Linked DNA regions of Triticum aestivum: region 1 is linked to region 2. Evidence: chromatin contacts called from public Hi-C data. All regions are on one chromosome and are shown on one strand. The core of a region is the stretch at or near the end of the contact, and the rest is flanking DNA. Distances in the headings are between cores, read along the strand shown. Region 1 holds the start of LOC123060242 (probable uridine nucleosidase 2). Region 2 holds the start of LOC123056764.

Region 1 (3,607 bases), core at 885-3,384, 170 kb before region 2:
AACCATTTCATCATACTCACAAAATCAGTCATTCAAGTCTCTTTAGTTGTTCAGCTTCTCATCATCAAGTGATCCATCCAAGTTAAGTGTGTACTGACTGGCTGCTTTCATACTGACCTGTTATGGAGTAGGCGTCCATGTGATAATCATAATAATAACCCAGTATATTGCTCAAGTAGCGAGCATATTTGCTATCGGACTGTTCAAGCTTCTTCCGGTCAACATCTGCAGACACGTCAAAATGTTATGTTTTCTAATACATGGCAACTGTCAATATCAAACATAGATTCATCCAACAAGAGGTGGTACATCTATGCAACCTAACTATCTGTAGTCATCCATGAAGACCAAGTGACAACTAAATTTAAATCATTCCGAGCGAACAAAGCACTCGGTGTCAAAATGGGTGCCTTCATTCTTCGAAAAGATATCTTCTAAGCTAGTATAGTTGGTAAAACAACTAGAACCGAACTCATGCCTTATGTTATTAACCAAAGGTTCACACTGTTGCTGTTAACCCCTGTATGATTAACTCAAGCAAAACATATGATATAATCACAAGGAAAGAAGAATATATCCCACTATATATGAAACCACAATTAGTATCATGTTGCTATTTTCAGCTCTGCTATATAACAAGGTCTCAAAAGTAACAAGATACAGAAACAACTCCGGACAGCAAGAGAATTACCAGAAAGGAGTACTTGGTGCGTAATGTTAATTCCGATGGCCAAAATATCCGCACCGCAGGTAAAAACTATATCAGCCGCATCAGGATCGCCAAATATCTGTTTAATCGAGATAACCAATTAACCAGTGAAGGCAAGATGATGAATTGTTGGAATTGCAGCTTGCAATTTGTAAATCAATGCTCTGAAAGAAGAAGCTGGTGACATAAAGTGTGTTGTTCTCTGAATTTGAAGGGAAACGTGACAGGACAACATCATCTAACAAGAATCTGATAGGACTAACTCACATTTGCCTCAGCTGCAGGGTTGACATTTCCATTAACTGAATATGCGCCACCCAGGATAATAATCTGCCCAATCTTCTTTGGGAAAGAGGGGTCAAGCTCGACAGCCAGCGCAAGGTTGGTGAGGGGTCCGAGGGCGACGACGGTGACCTGTCCGGGGTAGAGATTCGCCTGCTCGACAAGGAAGGCGGCGGCGGACTGGTCCAGCGCCTTGCCGGCCGGCGGAGGGAAGTTCTGGTTGCCGAGGCCATCGGAACCGTGGACGAAGCTAGCAATCCGTAGCTTGGTGGCTTTCTGAATTTTATTCACGGTGGAGCACACAGACATTCAGTTTCAGTTAACAGGGACTTCTTGACTGATGGAGATGTCAGCAATTAACTGAATGAGATGCTGTACACGCACATACATTTCATACATAATCTGATGAACTAAGGGTACCTTGATTGTTACATGGGATCCCTCTGCGACGGGGATGTCGGTCCTCCCAGCGGTCTCCAGCTGAAATCAAGCTAGAGATGGACTCGATTAGCATCAGAAAGATCCACTCATGAAAGCTGAAAGTCAAAATGCGAGCGAGGGAGTGGAGTGGGGTGGGGTGGACCGACGAGGTGCAGCGCGTTGCGGGTGGCGAGGGCGGTGTAGACGTTGCCGAAGATGGTGGTGAGTCCCACCACCTCCAGCTCCGGCGACCTGAGCGCCACGAAGATGGCCATGGCGTCATCTGCGGTTCGTCCATCCCCGGCGAATTCGCAATGCAAGATTCATAAGGAGGGGGATATGATGATAATAAATCGAGAAAAACAAGAGGAGGGATCGACAAAACAAGATTCGTAAGAACGGATGGGTGGATGCGGACCGATCCCTGGGTCGGTGTCGATGATGACCTTCTTCTTCTTGGTGACGGCGGCCATGGACATGGATCCCTGGATCGGATTCTTGGGGATCGGGGCAGCGCCGGTTGTGCAGGCGGATCGAGCGAGGTGGAGACGGAGATGGAGATGTGTACACGTCTCGCTCACAGGCAGTGATGCGGCTGGCTCAACTTGAGAGAGGGAAAGCGGCGCGGCCGACCTCTCCGGGCAGTAGTATATCCCAAAAGGAAAGGCTGTTGGAGATCCACGGGGCCCCAGCCGGCCAGCCCAGATCGATCCACCCATGACCCATGGTTCCGATGGGCAGCCTTGTCACCATCATTTCCCTGTTTCTAGAGCACCATACACCTTCTTTTAGAATAGGGGTACACGTCAGACATGCACAATCTAAGTAATTTTTTTTTCAAATGCTAACAGTCTTTTTCTCTTTAACATCAGTACAGACACAGACATTCATGTATACACATATACGCTCATATATACACATATACATTCACCCATATGAACGCACACACGCACACCCTACCCCGATGAGCATCTCGGAAAGACTGGGTCAGCATATCATCCTCGTAATCGACGAGAACGTCTTCTTTCACTGAACGCGTATCACCGAAAATTCTGAAATAAATTCAGGATAAATACAAGCAAGAAAACTTGAACCCTGAAGAGCTGGAATATCACTATTCACCTAATCATATAGGTTGGTTCTTCAAAGGCTAACAGTCTGACATCAGATTTTAAACATTTGGGATCAAACGTGTCGCGGGCCGCTAGATTGGATGCGCAAATCTTGATGCATGGGCTCCTGTCACGTCACTTTTTCAATTAATTCGCTCAGGGATTGTCACGGCGCGAACAAGCCTTATCCTCGGCAGCTTCGTTTCTATCCAACGAAAATCTCACCCGCTCCCCTTCTCCCCACCACCAGCGCGCCATCAAAGGAACTCGCCGCGCCATTCCTCCACCTCCCCTCAACTCTGGTACGTGGATCTCGCCATGCCTTTTCCCTCCACCTCCTCCCGACTGCATCACACCTCTGTTGCCTGAAACCCGCCGCCTCGATCAACCATCAGCATATCATAGGAGACTCATGGCCGCTAGCCACCATGCGTTGCATCTTGTCATTCTCCTCGTTATTCATCGGAAATTGCAGCGGAAAGAAGTGCATCTGCATAGGAGGCGCGCGACCTCTCCACAGGAACTCACTTGCGATGGCCTCCTCGGCCGCACAAACAGCGTTCGCTGCCTCTCATTGATGATGCCCTTCCTTTCCTGTACAGGATACTGTTGCTCATCAATTCTGGACTCCACATGAAGAGAAAAGGGACAAGGCCAAGGGTAATGTACCTATGGCTCCTTCCCGAAAGGCAAGGCCAATGGCGGAACTCCTTGGTCGCATTGCTAGCTTCCTTGTTCAGTCCCAGAAGGCCATCATCACTGTCTGCACTGTCAATGCAATAAATGTTGCTATCATGGAGTCATGTCATACAACGAGGGTCAACCAGCATAAGGCTCGTCTTCGTGCCTGAGGTGGGAGACCTATCGATGATGATCCTATCCCTCTAGCTCCTCCGATCCCTGAGTTTGGCTTCCCGACTGAGACCGACATCTTCTCACAGGGGGTCCCCGACGATGACAACATCGATGAGGAGTGATCATTTGGGTCTCATTAGTTTCCTTCACCCTTTTTGGTACTTGTTGTCAAAGGGGGAGAAGTGGTATGTTAGGCCTCGCGGGTGCTCGCATAGGTAGAGTCACATGC
Region 2 (3,911 bases), core at 816-3,315:
CCGTCAGTATGTTTCACCTTTTTTAGAATAAAAGAAAGACATGAAGGTTGTAATTTCTTTCTTGAATTCAGCTGAACTGTGCCAGTTATTCCATTTCACTGTATTTTCTTAACGTCTCACCATAGGCTGATAGTTCTGTTATGCTAGTTCTACGTAGTTATACAAGTACATTCCATATGCTAGTTCTATTGTGGTTACGTCTTCAGTCATGTGGATGTTGTCCTTGCATGAGTGGATCATCCCTCCTTTTGCTCTGCTTGGTACAATGCAAATGTTAGGGTTGTGTGGTACTACTTTCTTAGGACTATTACTGCAGGGATTTCTTTTCTTATAGTTATATCTAACCACACGTTCTGCTTATGTTCTAGATATCAAGCGATGAGGCTGTTGAGACAGCAAAGAAGTTGGCTCTTCAGGAAGGATTGCTGGTATTGTAATTTCACATGTTGATGCAATTTTTCTGTGTTCCATACATTGATCCGGCGTTCTTTTTGAGATATCGTCCTCTAGTTGCAAACGTTCATATGCTTAAAAAAGCAGGCGAATCATGACTCGCATCATGCTACTCTGTTTTTTCCCTTGCTTGCTATTTAAGTGTAAGCACCTGGCGGTCTTCTCTGTAGATCTAGACTAGAAATAGTGGGTTTCTGGTAGGCAACATGTTTGAGCCAGTTTATCTGTTCATTTCTCCCATCATAGCGTTGCTAAATGTACGATGCATCCCAGTACAAATTTTCTATGGTGCATCATAGTGCCAGTTAGAGTTGTGGAGACAGACTTTGTAATCAAAAGGTTTTAGGCTCAGTAGAACTAAAACTGAGTACATGAGGTACAGTTTCAGTACTACTGTGCATGAGGAGGAGGAGGAGGTTAGCCGGTGGGCAGGTGGTACCTCAGAAGGACAGTTGTTGATGTTGTTTTCTTGTTGCATCGCATCCACATAATCTCATGTGGGGCCAGGGTGTAGGAGACCACCACATAATCTCATTGTTGCGAAAATCATGAACCATCTGTTCATATATGTTTGGCTGTTCTGTTTCTCATATGCAGTGGTTAATAAGTACGAGTAGTAGTAGGATCCTGCATTTTTTGTTTCTCCCACCCGTCAGTCGTCTATGAATCAGAGATCAGCAAACCTGAACCTATATACGAATGTATGTTGTGCAGGTCGGGATCTCATCTGGGGCAGCCGCGGCCGCTGCCATTAAGGTTGCCCAGAGACCAGAGAACGCAGGGAAGCTGATAGTGGTAAATACCGCTAATCTTACAACAACACATAATTCTAGCTCATAGAATTCTTCTCTTGAAAACATCCAATGGCGATCGACGCTGACATTGTTGTTTGCTTTGTGTGCGCAACAAACAGGTGGTGTTCCCGAGCTTCGGCGAGAGGTACCTGTCATCAGTCCTGTTCCAGTCCATCAGAGAAGAGTGCGAGAAGATGGAGGCCGAAGCGTGAGGACCATTTCCACGCTTGGCGAAGAAGCTTTTCTGCTCCGTCTTCCTCTCCGTCGAACCGAATAAGAATAAGGCGGCATGGAAACGAACGAACGGTTGACCTACGCCCGTCGCTCACATTTTGTTGGTATTGATTGATATGATGATGACACGCATGGTTGTTAGGAAACAATTACATCTCTTTTTTGGATGAGCAACGCTCACTCACTCGCTCAAAGCAGAAATCAGGCAGCCTGTGTACATTGAAATTTGAAAATGTTTGTGTTTGGTGTTTTTTCTGAGCTGGGGTTATCTCGAGGTTCGATGCTGTTTGTAATTTAATTGTTTTGTTTGTAGGCTCGGTGACATAATAGTAAGGAAAAATAATAATATCAGTGTTTTTTTTCTCAATTTGCAGTGTAATACGTAATAAATAAAACGAATTACTAATAATAAATAAAGTAAAGTAATACTAATAGGAAAATAAAAAATAATAAGTGATGGAGAAATTCAGTTTCCATTTTTTGTTCTTGGTGGCACTCATTTTCTTGGGTCGTTGGCACGTAGACAAGGTAGGAAAGCGAGGAAGCGAGTGAGAAGAGGAGAGGAGACGAATGATGAGCAGTTGCAGTTAGGTTGGTTCGTTGCTTCCACCCCCCTCCCCTCCCCTCTCCCACCCACGACTCCTCGAGCCAAGCAACCGCGGCGCCGAGAGCCCCAGACCGACGGACGGAGACCAAGCCGGAAAAGAAAGCCAGCCACAGGCGGCGGATCCCTGACTCGCCGACGAGACCCAGAGAGAACCCTACCTACTCCATCCATTGCCTAAGGCCAGGAGCGGGGCGGGGCGGAGGGGAGCTGAGCCGTCGACTCGACTCGACTCTGCTCCAGCAGGCAGCAAGGTCGGCGATTCGGATCCCCCGCCGGCGATTCTTGCGATTCGCGCGCGCCGGAGATCCGGATTCCCCTCGCCCCTGCCGCGCCGCCGTACAGAGGAGGGGAGGAGGGGAAGGGGGCGGAGGATCCATGTCCCAGCCGCACAGGCGCAGCACCGGGAACGGCGGGGCGGTCTCAGGCGCGGGCGGGGGAGGGGACTACATCAAGTCATGGATCATGTGCGGCAACCTGCAGCGCAGCTTCGGCTCCCTCGTCCGCGAGCCCTGCGGCCTCAACCCGGACCCCTACTACCTCAAGGTCCCCTTCCGCCTCCTCCTTCAACTACACATCTCCCTGTCGCCTGTACGCCAATGCCGTCAGGATGACCAATCCTCATTGTCAATGCTAAGCATCGCCACTCCTCTAAATATAGCTTAGGCACTCTTCTTTGCAGTCGGCGCAAGCACACAGCATACTGCATAGACTCTGTATCGATACCTACCGGCTACCGCACCAGAACCAGAGTCTCTATGGCATTGTCAGCTGTGCGCAGCTTGATTCATATTCAGCTTTTTTGCCACGACTCATGTAGTCATGTTTTGCATTCTTTCTTTCTAACTCTATCTGCGATTCTACAGGGGGGCAAAATGCTCAGGCCAGAGAAATGGAACGCGTGTTTCGACACCGACGGAAAGGTCATCGGCTTCCGTAAGGCCCTCAAGTTCATTGTCTTAGGGGTGAGTGGACTCGTAGTATTCCTTTAGTGCTTCAAAGACTTAGTTTTCATCTCCTTGTAGACATGTCTGTTATTCCTTTTACGAGCCTTCAGGCATCACCTTCAATGCATGATAAGAAATCGTGTTGCGATGCTTTATTATGCCCCAGGAAAATTATATTAAAGCTGTATTCTGTATCAGAACCCAGGAAATATCAGTTACTTCATACGTTGACCGCACCTTAGACAGTTCATTTGACATTAGATGCACCATTCATCTCCTTATCAGAAATTTAGATTAACTATGCTCATTGTAGTAATTTTCCCTTAAATGCCGATCTGATTACTCTAGCTGATTGTTAAATTTACACCATGAGATGAATGAATCAGATTACTTTCTTGGGCTAGTGCTGTCCTTTGATGTAAACAATGGGGAAAAAGAATCATGTTCCTTCAAAGCAACTCCTGTGATGCACTGCTATTAATCTTTGTGTAGTAGGATTTTTTTTCATAAATAACCAAATGGACTGCCTACAACTGTTAATAATTTAAGCACAGAACACATTGGTTTTCTGCTCTTAAAGCAACCATTTACCTCTATTATTGATGTGCAGGGCATGGATCCCTCTATTCGAGCAGAAGTTTGGGAGTTTCTTCTTGGGTGCTATGCCTTAAGTAGCACAACAGAGTATAGGAGGAAACTAAGAGCCGCTCGAAGGTTTGATCCCTTTTTTCTGTTTTCCATACGATGCTACCTTATGTTTAGAAACGTGATTGTTTTCCATTTTATTATCTTGAATAATAGGCTGTAGCAAGCTTCGATTTGGTCATCTATGCATTATACTGAAATTGGAACCGTTGTAGCTAAATCTCCACATCCTTT

The links. A called contact is a pair of places that touch in the nucleus more often than the background predicts.
Region 1: a contact with region 2 is called in a Hi-C map of leaf, with 6 times the contacts expected there. The contact joins the promoter of LOC123060242 here to the promoter of LOC123056764 in region 2. A contact is called at or near these places in 3 of 5 Hi-C or Micro-C datasets (all in leaf) and 1 of 1 datasets of contacts at active chromatin or transcription factors (leaf).

The regions. Positions count from the first base shown.
Region 1 is chr3A:56,814,493-56,818,099 of IWGSC CS RefSeq v2.1, reverse strand. LOC123060242 (probable uridine nucleosidase 2) reads right to left here and starts at 2,134. Exons shown (of 7, transcript XM_044482847.1): 1 at 1,830-2,134; 2 at 1,579-1,694; 3 at 1,412-1,471; 4 at 977-1,267; 5 at 692-788; 6 at 118-225. The coding sequence starts at 2,130. It overlaps LOC123060244 (a long non-coding RNA gene), which reads left to right and starts at 2,705. Exons shown (of 2, transcript XR_006427819.1): 1 at 2,705-2,825; 2 at 3,126-3,607.
Region 2 is chr3A:56,645,014-56,648,924 of IWGSC CS RefSeq v2.1, reverse strand. It overlaps LOC123056764, which reads left to right and starts at 2,065. Exons shown (of 12, transcript XM_044480041.1): 1 at 2,065-2,631; 2 at 2,952-3,050; 3 at 3,643-3,746. The coding sequence starts at 2,464. It overlaps LOC123060240 (cysteine synthase), which reads left to right. Exons shown (of 10, transcript XM_044482845.1): 8 at 369-428; 9 at 1,168-1,248; 10 at 1,367-1,736. The coding sequence ends at 1,459.